Linked DNA regions of Macaca mulatta: region 1 is linked to region 2. A link is a contact called in public Hi-C data. All regions are on one chromosome and are shown on one strand. The core of a region is the stretch at or near the end of the contact, and the rest is flanking DNA. Distances in the headings are between cores, read along the strand shown. Region 1 holds the start of JMJD7 (jumonji domain containing 7). Region 2 holds the start of MAPKBP1 (mitogen-activated protein kinase binding protein 1).

Region 1 (5,374 bases), core at 2,639-5,138, 54 kb before region 2:
AGCTCAGAGGAGACCCACAGTGGGCAGCTCCTCTCCGCAGCCAGGGTATCCCCATGAGTGTTCAGCTCTCAGCAGAGAGGATGGCTCCTCTGCAGGACTTCGCTTTGCTACATTCGTGCTCTAGGTCGAGCCAGAAGGCCTTGGTCTCCATTTGGTGGTTACTACATCCTGCTCCAAATGGTCCCGGCACTGATGTTCACCTCTGAGCTTATGCTGCGTCTCTCGTGGCCACACCATGCCAGTCACCTTTACTTTGCAATCAGTTGGAAAGTGAACGTTCTTAGATCAAAAATTGTAACTGAGTGAGAAGACCCCACTGGGCCCAGGAGTACTGGAAAAGAAAGAGCTGGCTGGCCTGCTTGCTTCCCTGGCTAGAGTGGCTCCTGTCTGTGGGCAGGTTGCCGAGTCTCTCCAGCTCTCAGCAGAGAGGGCAGCTCCTTCCTGCAGCTGGTCGTCCCATTGTCTCTTCTGGTCTGGCTGAGTCAGGGGCTTTTTATGGCCCTCAGAGGGGAGGAAGTACATGCCTATTGGTCCATGGGCAGCCATGGGTGGGCCAGAAAAAGCATCAAAATTTCCCATTCCAATCCATGGGACCCGCAGCCCAGCCCCCAGGCTTCAGGCCTTCCCTGGCTTGAAGGTCAGGCTTCACCCGGGACCCATCTGCCTCTTGCCACCATTCATGGCACCCAGGCTGTTTGTGCCAAGGGGTGCCTGCAGGCCAGCACTGAGCTGCCCTCAGCCCCTCTTGGCTTCCCTCCCATGCTCGTTGGCACCCAAAGGCCGGAGGGGGCCAAGGTGGCAGGGGGCTGGTGTGTCAGCACTGCCCAGAGCATTCACACACCCAGCCAAGCCGCAGCAGCACCCAGGTTCAGCCTCAACTTTGCTCCATGATCAGATCAGGCGCTGACAGTGGGGAAAGCCAGACAGCAGGATCAGGCACTTCCGAGCCTGTGGCAGCAGAAAGGGGCCTTCCTGGGCCCCCGAGAGTGCAGAGGTGCCTGGCCCCACAGCTGCAGCTGCAGCCAGGAGGGTGGGGCTTCTGCCTGCTCCTGGCTCCCAAGAGCACAGGGTACCTGAGTTGCAGCCCTGGCTTGGGTGCTTGCAATTGTGCCTAGGGAGCTCCCACTCCACCACTTGGAAGGGGTGGGGCTCCCACTTGTCTCCAGTTCCTGCCAGCTCTGTGGAGCATGCGGCCCAGCTGCACCTCCTCTTTGCATTTTCCCCACAGTGGCAGCGGGCAAGGTGCAGATGGCACGGCAGCCCCGACCACCCCACACAAATAAGCCTGATGGTCCTGGGGCTGGCCCTACAAGTCCCGGCTGCACCTTTGGCAGGGTGCTCGTGGGCTTCTGGGATATGGCGGGGAGCGAGGTTGAGGCTGCAGCAGAGGGTCTGGGCTTAAGAGCAGGTCCCGCCCAGCTGTGTGAGGGTGGGGGTGGTGCAGTCGGCTGCCTCAGGGATGCAGGGAACAGGGGACTCACTACTACCACTGCCACTCCCAGAGCCGCTTCTGCTGCCCGACTCGTGCCTCCCCACTGCAGCCAGCATGATGACAGCATCCACTCGACTGCCGCCACTGTCATCAGAACTACCAGACTCAAGCAATCCTCTTGCCTCAGCCTCCTGAACAGGTGGGACTACAGGCACATGCCACCACACATGATGGTGTCTCACTATGTTGCCCAGGCTGGTCTTGAACTCCTGGCCTCAAGAGATCCTCTCACTAAGGAAGGAGACCACTACTATTCTGCTGCCTTCCTACCCCCACCTTGCCTAGTTCACAAGACAGGAGAAAAGAGAGAAAGAAACAAAAGTAAGATAAATAGCCAGACAACCTTGGCACCACCACCCGGCCCTAGGAGTTAAACAAAGTAATAATAACATCAACCCCTGGCCTAAACTACTTGTGTTATCTGTAAATTCCAGACACTGTATGAAAAAAGCATTGTAAAACTTTCTGTTCTGTTAGCTGATGCATGTCGGCCCCAGTCACGTTTCCCACGCTTGCTCAGTTTATCACGACCCTTTCACGTGGACCCCTTAAAGTTGTAAGCCTTTAAAAAGGCCAAGTATTTCTTTTTCAAGGAGCTCGGTTCTTAAGACATGAGTCTGCCGATGCTCCCGGCCGAATAAAAAACCTCTTTCTTTAATCCGGTGTCTGAGGAGTTTTGTCTGCGGCTCATCCTGCTACATCACTTTGGCCTCCTGAAGTGCTAAGATTACAGGCGTGAGTACTGAACACAGCCTGGGATTCTGGAAATACGTGGAAACTGCCATTTTTTCACCCTTTGGACTTCTGCAATTAGGGATTTGTTTTACTTGCTCACCATTTTTAGAGAATGGCTGCTTTTCTCTCCTGGGGCTTCAAAGTGAGAAAATTTCAAAAGGGATCCAAACAATTCCTTTGACCCCATAACTCTACTAAGAATTTAACTAACAAGGCTGGGAGCAGCAGCTTATGCGTTCCACGGTGTTCCGAAACTTTGGAATTCCGAGGTGGAAGGATTGCTTGAGCCTAGGAATTTGAGACCACCTGGTCTCTACTAAAATTCAAAAAAATTAGCCAGGCATGGTGGTGCATGCCTATAGCCTCAGCTACTCCCAGGCGCTGAAGCAGGAGGATCTCTTGAACCTGGGAGGTCGAGGTGCAGCGAGCTATGATTGTGCCACTGCACTCCAGCTTGGCTGACAGAGTAAGACCCTGTCTCAAAAAATATATATATAAAGAATTTAACCAATAAAAATACTCACACAAAGACCCTGCTCCTGCAGACTGGCTTCTTCACTGTTTCCTGAACACATCGGGCACACTCCCACCAAGGGCTTTGCCTGCACTTGCCTTCTAACCTACTTCTACTCTACAACTTACTCATTCAGTACACCTGTGATTAACTGTCCACCTTCTCACTTAGAATGTAACAGGGCACAGAATGTAAAGGAGAGAGATTTGTTTTGTTCAGTGATGTATCTCAAACACAGTGAACAGAACCTGGCACACAGAGATGCTGAATAAGTATTCGTTAAATCAATACTCAAAGCATTCGTTGCAGCATTATTGAAAACAACAGATTGGACATGACCTAAATGAGTAAGTGAAAAAGACTGAGGTAGAGGAATGTGAAATGATCTCCAAGATACACGGTGCAGAAGAGTATGTTTAGCAGGCTACTATTTGTACAAAAAAAGTGTAAAAAGTCATGTGTGCACGGATATAAACAATCTTTCTGGAAGAATGCAAACTGGGGCTGGGAGGGAACCTTGCTTCATTTACATTGCATACCATTATATATTACATACCCATCACATATACATGTGCCTGTGTTGCTGTTCAGTGGGAAGAAATCATTTAAAAATAGAAAAAAGGAGAGAAGAGAGGAAGAAAGAAAAGGAATAAAAACTCAGCAGGGGAAGAGCCAGGGACCATTTGGTCAGCCTGCAGTCCTCCCAAAGTGGGAGAGGGGAGTTGGGGCCGGAGGTGGGGCACGTGGGGGAGAAATCCGGCCACCACCTGTGTGCCTTTGATGCGCTTTCAACAAGGGTACCAGCAAATTCCTCAAGACTGTGGGAAACACAGGGCTTCGTCACGACCACGGTCAAGACGGCACCGGGCCTCGGGAATGACATGAACAGTCACCCAGGAAGCCGCGGGAGTGCGCGAACACTCGGGGAGGGAAGCGGGTTGTAACAGAAGAGCAACCCGAGCGGGGCCTTAGGCCAGTCGCACACGCGAGGTTCCGAGCCCCCGGTGTCAGCGGCATCCCAGGGCCCCTCCCATGTTCGGAGATCGCCGCAGCCTCTGGCAGAGCCCACTCACCCCTTGCAGCGGCCGGGAATTCTCGTAACTCCCTCCTCACGGCGTCCAAAGCCGCCTCCGCCATGGCTGCGTCTGAGCTGGCCGAGACCCCGCCTCAACCCGACGTCCCGCCGCAGGCCACACCCCCCAGACCCTCGCCCCGCCCTTCCCGAGGCCCCCGCCGCAGGCCACACCCCCAGCACCCCGCCCCGTCCTGCCCTGGTAGCACAGCCGGTTCCGCCACCGAAGCGGTGGAGCGAGCAGCGGCGCCTGCTTCCGCCTGCCCCACCCACTGGCCGGCATCCCAGGATTAACAAACAATTGTGTTTATTGACAAGTTCATACATCAGTACAAACGGGCACGTTAAAAACAGCCCCCCGCCCCGTGCAGCCGAACAGGCGGCGGGAAGCGCCGCGACCTGCACAAAGTAGAAAAGTTATAAATAAGGGGCTTTCAAAACTGGGCGGGGGCGAATCTGGAGTTGGGCGGCGGTTGCCGGTGGCCTCAGACATGCAGAAGGGGACGGGGCGCCGGCCAGGCCACGACGCCCCTCACCCACATGGGGCAGAGGGCAGGAAAAGGGCGGCCACGTTCTCACAAACATCAGGCGGAGGGAAGCTCCCTCCTCGTGAAGGACCTGGCCCAGAGGGCGAACCTGAGTCCCACCTGCGGTGGGCACGGCTGGTGTGGGAGGTCGGCGCGCAGCGGGAGTTCCGGGGCCATGCGGGTGGCGGTGCTAGAGGAATGGGGAATGGCCAGGTTTGGAGCAGCTCAAGCGCACTCAGGCTGATGTCTCGGAGCTGGGCACCCTTCGGAACCCATTTCTTTTTTTTTTTTTGAGATGGCGTCTCTCTTTGTCACCCAGGCTGGAGTGCAATGGCGCGATCTCGGCTCACTGCAACCTCCACCTCCAGGATTCAAGTGATTCTCCTGCCTCAGCCACCCAAGTAGCTGGGATTACAGGCGCATGCCACCAGGCCCAGCTAAGTTCTGCATTTTTAGTAGAGACAGGGTTTCACCATGTTGGCCAGGCTGTCTCTATCACCTGACCTCGTGATCTGCCGGCCTTGGCCTCCGAAAGTGCTGGGATTACAGGCCTGGGCCATCACACCTGGTCCAGAACCCATTTCTTTATAAGCTTCTGCCTACCGCACAGCAGCGCGGGTGAAGGGGCTCTTGTGGCCTGAAGCTGTGGTAAAGCTGCTCTGACTTACCTGGAGCAGAGGGGAGCAGCAAGGCCCACAGACACCTTTCCTCAACTCTTTAACAGCCTCACAACTTGGTCCCACTCTACCTCCTATGCTCCCCTATCTCCTTCCCCTCACACCTAATTACTGCCCTTTTACATTGTAACCTATCCCCTCACCTCTGCCACTTATCTGTCCCATCTACCACTTTTCTAGTGTCTCCTTTGGCCCTGGCACCTCCCTCCTCTCACAGCATCCAGCACACCCGTGGGTGCCCAGCACTGCCTTTGAGGAGGTTCCTTCTACCTAAACCAGGTGTCCTATGGGCCATCTCTTATCAGCCAGACTGTGGACACCAAGAATCCAGAATCTGGGTTCACTTAGTGTGCTGTG
Region 2 (5,430 bases), core at 1,097-3,596:
CACTTGTTAAATGCATTAATAATGGGTGATATTGGAAGTCTTAAAGAATGGCAACATACTTTCTGGATTCCAGACCAAAATTACAGTAAGAATTAACAATGAAGGCTAAACTCTTATTATACATTTCTACTACATACACCATTCCTGGCCAGAAAAAGAGGCCAAAGATTTGAGAAGATTGTTCTAACAGTGCTGATCACTGCCAAGTTACCAGCCAAGAATAAGAGCACTTGCAGTATTAAGAATGAACAGAGTCATATCTAAAACAATTTCTACATTTCAGGCTTATTTGCCTGCCTCAGGAGAATAGAAACAATGATGAATAAGAGACCTTGGAAGGGTCACAATGTCCACCGATCACAAAACCTTGTAGCAAACTGTGATTCAACACAACTTCTGCTGAAATATACAGGAAAGTTGTTCACCTTCTTACCAAACCTACTCCAGGTTCTGCTAATGAATACAGGGCTGAACTAAGTCCTCCCAGAACCCTGCCAGTTGTACAGTGGCATTCTAAATCATTCCTCATGGGATTTACTCATCACTGAAGAGATACAGGCAAAGCAATACAATGCTGTGGTCTCAAATGCCTCTCCCAGTAACAACCTCGTACCTCACAAGGCTATTGTGTTTACAGGCTACTAATAAGACACAAAATCTGATCTGATCCTGTGGGAATAAAGCCCTGGTCTCAAGTGATTAAACAAATGTAGTCTACTTCTGGGTTCCCAAAGTTGTGGGGTTTATTTAGTTGAAGAAAGCATAAGGACCAAAACCCAGACAAGTGAAGGGATGGAAAGGAACTTTGCCTCTGAGGATCATCTGCAGCCTTGGCATATAGTGAATGAGATAAGCAATGCTCAAGGGCCATCCAGAACTTTTTGCTGACAGATATCTGGCTTCTTGCATGTTATCATTCCTAAGAAGCCAAGATGCTCCAGTTAGCCTCTTGAAGGGCCAAAAAAAATTTGTTTTGACCCTAGGCAAGAGCAATTACCAAGCCAGTAACTCTGACTAGGTGTTTTAGCTATTTCTTTCTGCCACTACAGTCTTACATAACCCCAGCTGTTACATTAACACCTGCAGCTACATTAGTCACACCTTAGCCCTTCACAAGGTATGTGTTCCTACTGTCCTTTCCCAAGAAGGGAAACTGAGTCATAGCATATCAACTGGCTTCCCAAGCACATGCTTAGTGTATAGTGAGGCCTCAATTGAACCCAGGTGGCCTTCCTACTATTCACCTCTTCTTATGGATGAATCTCAGCATGCCCACCCCTGCTGCTTTTTCCTTCAACCTAAATTGCCTGCACAGATCACATGTGATCCTTCAGAGTAAACAAGAGCTTCTAGTTATCTTTACCAAGAAACAGGAAGGTTAACGAGGAACATGGAGCAGGAGAGGGTGGGTTTGGAAAGAGGTGGCTCCCAACAGGACTCACCTTGGAGCTGAGGTCCTCTCGTCGGTTTCCTGCCTTATTTCTGCGCAGTTTGATGGATGGAGATCTCAACAGATTCTTGATCCGGCTGGTAATGGTTGACCCTTCCACAGCCATTATGACGAGAAACCCCTTGGGACAGTCCCCGGCACAGTCCTGGGTCTTGTCTCAACAGCGGCACTGTCTTCCCACTCCACAGGGCTTCCCAATATGCCCTCTCACTGACCTGAGACGGCAGAAGCCAAGTATAACAGTGTCTTACCTTCTGCCTAGCGAAGTCTGCAGTTTTTACCTCTGGGTATTGCTCTCACCATTTTCCTCACCCCCACCTTCTAGCCCTGCACAGTTTCTTGCAACGTCGGAAGGAAAGGCTCACGAAAAAGGGGGGAAATCCTAAGCCACTAAGAAATGCCAGGCCCACGCCCGCCAGAGGCGTTTAACTGGCGAGATGGATGGGATGGGCCCTAGTTGGTCTCGTGGACGATCTGGTTCCCGTTAATGCCCAACTGCTCCCATGGCAACTGTAGAGTCCAACGGAGGAGGCCGCCGAGACCACCAGGGATTTCCGCAGGCCTGGACACCTGCGCTAGCGCCGGTGGGGACTCGGCGCGGCGGGGCTCGCCGCAGCCCACAACTCGTTCTGCCGCGGGAGCCTCCCTCCCCCACTCCCTATCCTCCAGAGCTCGCTCTCCACCCTCCACAGCGGCTTTGGACCTTTATCTTTCACCCGCCTCTGAGGCCCCTGCTACTCGTCAGCGCCCCCGTTCGGGCCAGCCTCACCACCCTCGGCGAGCGAGGGCCACCCCGCTCACAGCGCCCTCGGGCATCGCGTTCGGCAATTTCAGCTCCGCCGCTGTAGCGGCAGTGGTAGAGGCAGCAGCAGGAGCTATGGTGGCACGATCGGCTCAAAACGCGAACTACCGCCTGGGCCAAGCTGCGCGCCAGGTGGGCGGAGCCGATGCGAGGGGCGCGGCCTGTAGTCAGGAGAGCGCTTCCAGAGTGGACGAGCAAGATTTACGGGGGCGGAGCCAACGAAAGGGCCCAGGAAGCAGACGGCTTGGGACTAGAGAACCACGGAATCCGCACAATTGCGGGTACCGCTTTTAGAGGAAGGTCAACAGAACATGGCTTCAGAATTCAGAGAACCAAGCCTTTTATGGTATTATCAGGCCTGGTCCCCCATGTAACTGCACTTCCCAGAGCCCCAAGACGATAACCACGCCTCCAGAGTGTTAAGGTTGCCATTTGATAGGCCCGAGGGACCGTAGCTGAAACTCGTAGCTCAGAATTACAAGACTGAGCTACAGCCTAAGAGCTCTGCTGCCAGCGACCACAAGTGTTGAGATTTAAAGCGCCTGAAGTAGTTTCTGCTCGCAGCCAGTCCGGCACGTAGACTCAACGTGGAAAGGATTATTCTGAATAACGCAATTTAATAGCTAAGAATTTAATAGTGTTTTTGCACTGGGCAACCTGATTGGTCATTATGAAAGGGGAAAGGGTGGCCTCGAACAGAGCTTTGGGCGTGCAGGGGCAAGAGAAGACAAGTGAATGTGCTATGTTAATAATACTGCAGGTTTCATGGTTTCTTTAGCCTCCGACGTCCCATTGTGCTTCCTCAGCTAAAGCTGACCAGCAGCACTTCGTTGCTCCAGATCTTTCCTCGTTCCATTTACTTGTGAATCCTTTTCTCTAGGGCTGTTCCTTGCTGAGGTCACTGTCGAGCTTGCTGATACTAGATCGAGGGGTAGTTTTTCTAACTCATGTCGTTGGAGGCAGAGGGAATACACGGAAATGTTACATGAAATATGTATTTCCTCTGTATTCTCCACTTACTACCATAAGAAATTATGAAAAAGCCTAACCCAGAGACTTGGGCCCCAAGGGAATAGTACACTGGTGTGTCCGTCTCACCCTATCCAGATCTTTTGAATCCCTGTGGAGATGACATGTGTCTGCAAGAGGGAAGAACCTCTAAGAAATTATTATACCTTATGAAAAAGCCTAAGCCAAAGACAAGGGACCCAAGGGAATACTACACTGGTCTGTCTGTCTCACCCTACCCAGATCTTTTGCAGCCCTGTGGAGAAGACATGTGATAAAGAGGGAAGAACCCCTAAACTCATTGCTTGTGTACAATGGTGAGCCTTGTACAGCCAAGTGGCAAAGCACATATGTGCTTGTGTATACTGTAGCCACATACTAAAAATGAGATTTGTAAAGCCCACAAGTTGACATGGAGATGATGGATGTCATCTCCTGGAAGGCCAACTGGCAATAACATGTGCCCTTCTTCCCTTCAACCATGCAACTGCAAATATTATGAAACATAAAATACGATTTTCACATTTATTTCCCAAGTCTGGAGGAAGGCAAGAACCATTAGCTACAATATGCAAGAGATAGTTGGTTCCCTCAACCTCTTGCTAGTTACATGATGCAACCTCTCCATGGGAGTAAAAGCTAATAAATGGTGCCACCTGGTGTCTTTACTTGCATGCTGCAGACCACAGCAGCTGCCATCTCCACGCATTAAACTAGAGTAAAAATGTGCCCAAAGAGCCATCCCTAATCCTCTCCAGATCATTCTGGTGTCCACTAACGGTTTTCTCACCTAATCACTCATGGCCAGGTAAATGGTTTACGAAGTATCATTGGTCATTTCTTTCATGAAAAACAACTGAAAGCAGTGTAATGAGGATTTCTTAAGTCTGAAACCTGGGTACTTTCTGTCTTAGGCCAAAGCCACACTTTTTTTTTTTTTTTTTTTAAACAGAGCCTCACTCTGTCGCCAGGCTGGAGTGCAGTGGTGATCTCAGCTCACTGCAATCTCCGACTCCCGGGTTCAAGCCATTCTCCTGCCTCAGCCTCCCAAGTAGCTGGGATTACAGGCACGCGCCACCATGCCCAGTTAATTTTTGTATTTTTAGTAAAGACAGGGTTTCACCATGTTGGCCAGGAGGTCTCGATCTCCGGCTCACGATCTGCCCGCCTTGGCCTCCCAAAATGCTGGGATTACAGGTGTGAGCCACCACGCCCGGCCCACACATTTTTAATTCTTCACAATTCAGTCCAACTTTTATTGTCTAGGTACTATGCTGCCTTTGAGATACCAATATAGAAATAGGCTATAGGCTATTCCCATTCTTCATGAATTCCTCAGAAAATAACAGTCCCAGGTCTAATGTGAACAGAAGCATTATTCACTTTTCTCCACTCAGATTTACAGCCATTGTATACATTTCAATGACCACATGATCCCATTAAATTATAATACCATATTTTTACTGTACCTTTCCTATGTGTAGACACACACTTACCATGTGTTAAAACTGCCTATGATATTCAGTGCAGTAACATGCTGTACAGATTTGTAGCCTAGGAGCAACATAGCCTAAGTGTGTGGTTAAGTGACACTATCTAGGTTTGTGTAAGTACAGTCTACTCTATGATGTTTGCAGAACAAAACCACCCAAGCTGCATTTCTCAGAACATATCCCCATCATTAAGTGACTCAAGACTCTACTTGCAATCCCAATCCTCCAAAATGCAGTTAACTCTTCGTATTTCATCATCCATACACTATTTAACACTTTATTCTGCTTTTATATGTCCTAAACATCTATACATAGTGTTTGCCAGCTTCTGAAATTCTAGATGTCTGGGAATAGATGTTAAATAGTTCTGTTTAGCACTATACTCATTAGATCAAATTTTAAAATTCACCCTAGGCATAACATGCAAATATGGTACAATTATAAGATCCTGGGAAACAGGCTAAACATTTGCTCATCAATTCAAATATTTATTGAGCACCTTTACATGCAAGGCACTGTGCAACAGCTGAGACCAATGATTGCAGTTGGAAACAGAATGGATCTCAAAACCATACTTCCAAGACTGCTTTCCTATTATCTTTTCTACCAGCAGTTTACAATAGAAATTAGTAGAGTTTAGATTTGTCTCAAAATTTCCAACTCATCCCATAGTCTTC

Evidence for each region. Hi-C and Micro-C count contacts between places; a contact is called where the count stands out from the background.
Region 1: a contact with region 2 is called in a Hi-C map of fetal cortex germinal zone, with 1.9 times the contacts expected there. The contact joins the promoter of JMJD7 here to the promoter of MAPKBP1 in region 2. A contact is called at or near these places in 6 of 14 Hi-C or Micro-C datasets (CD4 T cells, blood, fetal cortex germinal zone and 3 more).

What each region holds. Positions count from the first base shown.
Region 1 is chr7:19,215,483-19,220,856 of T2T-MMU8v2.0, reverse strand. It overlaps JMJD7 (jumonji domain containing 7), which reads right to left and starts at 3,888. Exons shown (of 9, transcript XR_013395522.1): 1 at 3,815-3,888. It overlaps MAPKBP1 (mitogen-activated protein kinase binding protein 1), which reads right to left. Exons shown (of 30, transcript XM_077939151.1): 30 at 4,616-5,374.
Region 2 is chr7:19,160,229-19,165,658 of T2T-MMU8v2.0, reverse strand. It overlaps MAPKBP1 (mitogen-activated protein kinase binding protein 1), which reads right to left and starts at 2,346. Exons shown (of 30, transcript XM_077939151.1): 1 at 2,220-2,346; 2 at 1,443-1,665.